2 separate regions of the Sus scrofa genome follow, and region 2 is linked to region 1. The links are chromatin contacts, called in public Hi-C maps. All regions are on one chromosome and are shown on one strand. The core of a region is the stretch at or near the end of the contact, and the rest is flanking DNA. Distances in the headings are between cores, read along the strand shown. Region 1 has its middle 73 kb from the start of AKAP2. Region 2 overlaps AKAP2 (A kinase (PRKA) anchor protein 2).

Region 1 (2,869 bases), core at 149-2,648:
ACCAGAATTTGATTTAAAGAAAATAGGTGTTATTTCTTGCCCATGAGTTTTCGGACCCAGCTTTCTACCTGCTACCCTTTGGGAGTGAATTTAGGAGTTGCAATAAGTGAGAAAGATGCTGGAAGATTAGGACGGTGGAGGCGGCGGTGGGGGGAGGTTAGGCAAGAGCAGGCTCGGGGTCCCAGGCATGAGAAAGCAGAAGCTGTGGAGGGAGCCACAAACTGTCCACTTTGGCCCAGACCACAGGGGTGGAGCTGCCCAGCCTTTGCACATGCTGGCCCTACTGCCTGGAATGTTCTTGGCATGGCTACCCTTCCAGTTTTTCAGGTGTTAGCTGAGAGGTCCCATCTAGACAGAACTTTTCTGGGAGAAGGGTGTGTGTGTGTGTGTACATGTGTACACATGTATGTTAGACCTGTGCACATAGTGTGGTCTGTGTACATGTGTGTGGTGTGTGTAGGGGTTGCAGGGAAGAACTGACGGCTCACAGGGCCTTGCAGTCTGCAACCCCACCACTGCTCAGCTGCTTTTATGTCACTATTTTCTCTTAGCCCCTCATTCCCTAAGGGTCCTTCTGGCTGTGTCCAGCTCCAGAGTTTTGTAGCCAGGACAGGAATTGGGTTGAAGGTCACTCCCTGAAAATCTGGGCCTCCTGTTCTGTCATGAGGAAATCCTGAGATTCTTTTTTTTTTAAGGGCCATTCCCACAGCATACGGAGTTTCAACAGGCTAGGGGTCTAATCAGAGCTACAGATGCCAGCCTACACCACAGCCACAGCCACACAGGATCTGAGCCACAGCTGCGACCTACACCACAGCTCATAGCAGTGACCCCCTGAATGAGGCCAGGGATCAAACCCAAAACCTCACGGTTCCTAGTCAGATTTGTTTCCATTGCACCACAACCGGAACTCTGAAATCCTGAGATTCTCCACGTGAAGACAGAAGGCCGGCCACAGAGAGCCTTTCCTTCTGGGTGTTTGAAAGTGAAACGCAGCTGCCCAGGCAGCCCCAGAATATCACATCTGCATACCCGGCGGGGAGGGCCCTCCCCAGTGCCTCGGCACCAGCCCCGAGTGGCTTCACGTGAAGCCCCCAGATTTGGGGGGGTGGGAGTGGAGCTAGGTGTGAGGGGTAGATGCTGAAGGCCAGATGCAGGATTGGAGGCTCCTCTTTCAGACACCTGTGTTGCCCACTCCAGCCAGGGCACCATCACACCTGCCAGGCTGGCAGAAAGACAAACATCTGTCTTGGCAGGGTCCTGCCCATTTCCTGTTTGCTGATCTGGCTAGAAATCCCCAGAGAAAATCTTTTCCTCAGAGGTTCAGTCCCTTTGGCTCTGCTGAGCCTATAAACAGGAAGTGGACTGAGCTGCTTAGACAGGAGATAGCGTAAGGATCAAAATAGCCACTGTTGATCTTTGTTTTCTCCCGAGAGTCCAGTTTCAGTTTCCATTTAGTGGAAGTCCAGAGGGAGGTTTCCCAGTCAATCCAGGCCCCTGGCCCTGAGGGCACCCAAAGCTGCAGCACAGACCACACCCCTAGGACTACGATTCTCTGAGCACACACAGGAGTCCCTCTCCCCTTGGGAGCTGTGCTCAAACCAGTCCTGGAGTTCAAATCATGGCTCAGCACTAACGAACCTGACTAGTACCCATGAGGATGTGGGGTCAATCCTTGGCCTCATTCAGTGGGTTAAGGATCCCGCATTGCCGTGAGCTGTGGTGTAGGTCGCAGATGCAGCTCAGATCCTGCACTGCTGTGGCTGTCCTATAGGCTGGCAGCTGCAGCTCCAATTTGATCCCTAGCCGGGGAACTTCCATATGCTGCGGGTGCGGCCCTAAGAAGCCAAATAAATAAAAAGAAAAAGGCGATCCAGAATTCGAGACCCCAGAGCTTCAGTCCTAACTCCTTCCGCATTGACTCATTCATTCATTCATTCAATAAATATCTACGGGTCCTCTTTGGGTATCAAACATAGTGCTGAACCACTGCAGCGAAAAGGGCGAAGTCCCCGCTTTCAGAAAACTCATCATCTAGGGCTGGAGATGAGACCCACATGTCCATACGCCCACTGCCTGCTAGGGAAAGAGGCCCACGTGACCACAAAACACCTCAAACCCACAGATTTAAACACAACCGTGTCAGCTTTCCCTGGGACCTCATTCTCAGCTTTCTGGTCTTGCCAGAACTTCCTTAAGCACGTCCCTGTGGGGGTTTTAAGACATGTCTGCAAATCCTTTGTCATTTTTCCCTTCAAGACACAGAGCCTAACTGCCTCTTCTGCATATCGACTAGCTCACTTTTTTTTTTTTTTTTTTTCCTCTCATTTGGCCGCATATGGAGCTCCTGGGCCAAGGATCAGATCCCAGCTGCAGTTGCAACTTATGCTGCAGCTGCAGTAACACCGGATTTTTAAGCCACTGTGCCAGGCCAGGGATCCTACCTGTGTCCTGGCCATGCAGAGATGCCGCCAATCCCTTTTCACCACAATGCAAACCCCTCTATCATATTTTAATGTTGAGACATTCAGTCATTTGGCGCAATCACTCAAAACAGATCTTGGTCACCTGCACCTGTCACAGATCAGTGATGACCACGTGTTCCTTTATCTGATGTGAGATGTGCCTATTCCTTCCCCGGATCTCTTGTTCAACAACAAACAACAATCACTGAATCGGCAGGCACTTTGCTAGGCTCTTTCCTGTACGGGATCTCATTTCCCTTTCAGGTCTCCAGAGAAGAGAAACTTTTTAGAAGACACAGAAGCAAGAGGCTCACAATCAAATGATGTGCATGGGAGCTCCCTGGCCGGTAAGCAGCAGAATTGGGATTGCATCCTGTGTTTTAAATCGAAGACCAGTGCAGCCC
Region 2 (2,869 bases), core at 199-2,698, 140 kb before region 1:
CGACCATGAGCTGTGGTGTAGGCCAGCAGCTGCCACTCTGATTCAACCCCTAGCCTGGGAACTCCCATATGCCACATATGTGGCCCTAAAAAGCAAAACCAACCAACCAACCAAACAATAACTCATGGACAAAAGAGAGAGCAAAGCGGTGCGTGTAGAATAAGGGCATCCCCAGAGAGCACAGCTGCAGGCAGGACATGCATGGATACTGTCAACCAACAAAGCCACTTTGCAAAGACAGAAGCTGCAGCATCTTGAAGCTGACAGTGCATGTGTACTTGTCAAGATGGGGAAAGTAGGCGGGGGCCCAGAGACCTGAGGTTCAAGATCGTATGATCATAACCTTATATTGAGTGTTTATGATATGCCAAGAATTCAACTAAGCAATGTGAAGGCACAATCACACTTATGCCTCAAAACCCACCCAGGAAGTTCTTGTTGTGGCTCAGTGGGTTAAGAACCCAACTAGTATCCATGAGAATGTGGGTTCATTCCCTGGCCTCACTCAGTGGGTTAAGGACCCTGAGTTGCCACAAGCTATGATGTAGTTGCAGATATGACTCAGCTCTGGTGTTGCTGCAGCTGTGGCTGTAGGCCGGCAACTGCAGCTCCAATCTGACCCCTAGTCTGGAAATTTCCATATGCCGCAGGTGCAGCTCTAAAAAGAAAAAAAAAAACAAAATTCACCCAGGAGGCCAGGGCTCTTGAAAGCTCCATGGTATGACTCAGGAAACTGAGACTCAGAGATGTTTAAATGACCTGCCCCAAGACATCCAGTAATGAGTGGTGAAGCTGCCCATCTCAGGGCCTTTTACTACCATGTTGCCTCTTGCAGATATGGCAGCAGAAGCTGGAACAGTCTGACTAACAAGATTAGCCCCAAGAGTCTTTGTCTGCCTTATCACATACTCTAAATGGATCTTCAAACTCTTCCCTTGAGCTGTTCCTGTGTACCGGTTTTCTTTACAGGCAACAGAACTGATACGGGTGATAATTGTCCCAATGATGAATGGACATTACAATGTCTAGGCATTTCATTCTGCCTTTTACCTACATTATCTCAACAGATCCACGTAGCAATACCTTGAAGGAGGGTATGATCCCTATTTTGCCGATGGAGGTTCAGAGCTTAAATAACTTGCCCAAGGACACAAAGCGAGTGAGCCACAGAGTGGAGATAGAAGCCCTGGCTTGTCCGCCTCTCCTAAACCCACTCTAAAGAAGCAAATATTGACATGCTTTTTGTTTTCCCAAGTCACAGGATGAGGATGTAGCTCAGCTCGTTAAATCTCAAGCTTCACATTGGGTTCTTAGGTATGTCTCAGATGTCATCTTAAAAACTGTGCCTACCATCTGGTTCTACTTCAGACGCCTGGATGTCTCCTCTCAAGGCCCAAGGTGAGTGCCTTTCTCTTCAGCTGAGTGGTTGGAATTTTCTAGATAATGTCTGGCCACTCCCAAGAAGGTCTGTTTGTCTGGCACACAGTTTGGACCACAATAGCAGGGATCTGAGAACAGCCGGCCCATTCCGGATGTGGACCCCTCCCCAAGCAAGCGGGCGGAAGGTGGAGATCCAAGGACAGGAAATAACAGGGGCTGGGCTTTGTGGGGGGCGGGTACCAATGCTGCAGAAACACAATTAACAAACATCACAAGCTGTGTGTGCGACGCTGGAAGGCTGTTGGAACAAAAAAGTTGCCTGGAGCCAAGATGTTGCTTTGTTGTACTCTACAAACACTCAGCCTCCCATTTTCCCCCTTAGTTTTGCTGAGCACATCTTATGCAAAGTGCAAAAACGTAACGCCAAGCCACGCTCCCTGCGCTGGTGTGATTTCATGCGGAACCTCAGAATCAGTGCAGATGGTTAAAACTCCTGTGGCTCGGAGTTCCCATTGTGGCTCAGCGGATTAAGAACCTGACTAGTCTCTGTGAGGATGCGGGTTCGATCCCTGGCCTCGCTCAGTGGATGAAGGATCTGGCATTGCCACAAGCTGCAGCATAGGTCACAGATGTGGCTCAGATCCCACCTGGCTGTGGCTGTAGCGTAGGCCAGCAGCTGCAGTTCCACTTTGACCCCTAGCCTGGGAGCTTCCATAGGCCACATGTGCAGCCTTAAAAAAAAAAAGCAAAACTCCTGTATCTCATCTTGGCAGGGCACATGGCCATTAAGGGGATGGGAAAGGGAGAGGGTACAGGGCTCTGCCTGCAAAAACTGCAGTGGTTCCAGGGCATCTGTTAGCTCCCCACCAATGTCACTGTGCAATGCCAAATGCCTAAGTGAGCTTGTTTTTCTTTCAGCAACGTGATAGAGCCTGTTATGAAAAGTGTTCTTTAAAAGCACTTGATTTCACTCTCCAGTTCGTGTTTAACAAATCATGTTTTAGGCTAATTAATTTCAGAGTTGGGATATCAATACAAAAGAATTTCCTGAGAGAATACAAGATGTTTAAAACATTGAGCCCAATTAGAGTCACATATCCAGCTCGCCTTCCTCTTTACAAGCCTGGCTCCATCATGGCAAAATTTAAGCATTCAGGAACATAAATGCACCACAACAACCACTTCTGGGATCAGAGCCCCTAGAGGCAAAGAAAGTCAGGCGTATGATGCAGAAAGATGCCCCCAGTTTACCTGAACCCTGGCCACACCAGGGAAAGTTCAAGATCAAAGATGCCACTGTGGGAGTTCCCTGGTGGCCTAGTGGGTTAAGAACCTGGTGTGGCCACTGCTGTAACTCAAATGGCTCCCTGGCCTGGGAACTTCCATGTGCTATGGGTGTGCCCCCCCCCCCAAAAAAAAGTGTCGGGGGGTGCCACTGTGGTTTGCTCTGGCTCTTCCTTCCCCCACCAAACCTTGATACAATCAGGCT

The links. Hi-C and Micro-C count contacts between places; a contact is called where the count stands out from the background.
Region 2: a Hi-C map of skeletal muscle shows a contact between it and region 1, with 3 times the contacts expected there. The contact joins two enhancer-like sites. A contact is called at or near these places in 1 of 47 Hi-C or Micro-C datasets (skeletal muscle) and 1 of 2 datasets of contacts at active chromatin or transcription factors (skeletal muscle).

Annotation. Positions count from the first base shown.
Region 1 is chr1:250,993,255-250,996,123 of Sscrofa11.1, reverse strand. It overlaps a transcript of AKAP2 not described here. Among named protein-coding and RNA genes, the nearest start is that of AKAP2, 73 kb to the left of the region's middle. Within about 2 kb of position 1,398, at least 29 of the 83 cell types and tissues checked have an H3K27ac peak or open chromatin away from gene starts, as enhancers often do. A contact at or near this core is called in skeletal muscle, where this site is marked.
Region 2 is chr1:251,128,745-251,131,613 of Sscrofa11.1, reverse strand. The region is part of intron 1 of AKAP2 (A kinase (PRKA) anchor protein 2); the gene reads right to left. Among named protein-coding and RNA genes, the nearest start is that of AKAP2, 62 kb to the right of the region's middle. Within about 2 kb of position 1,448, at least 6 of the 83 cell types and tissues checked have an H3K27ac peak or open chromatin away from gene starts, as enhancers often do. A contact at or near this core is called in skeletal muscle, where this site is marked.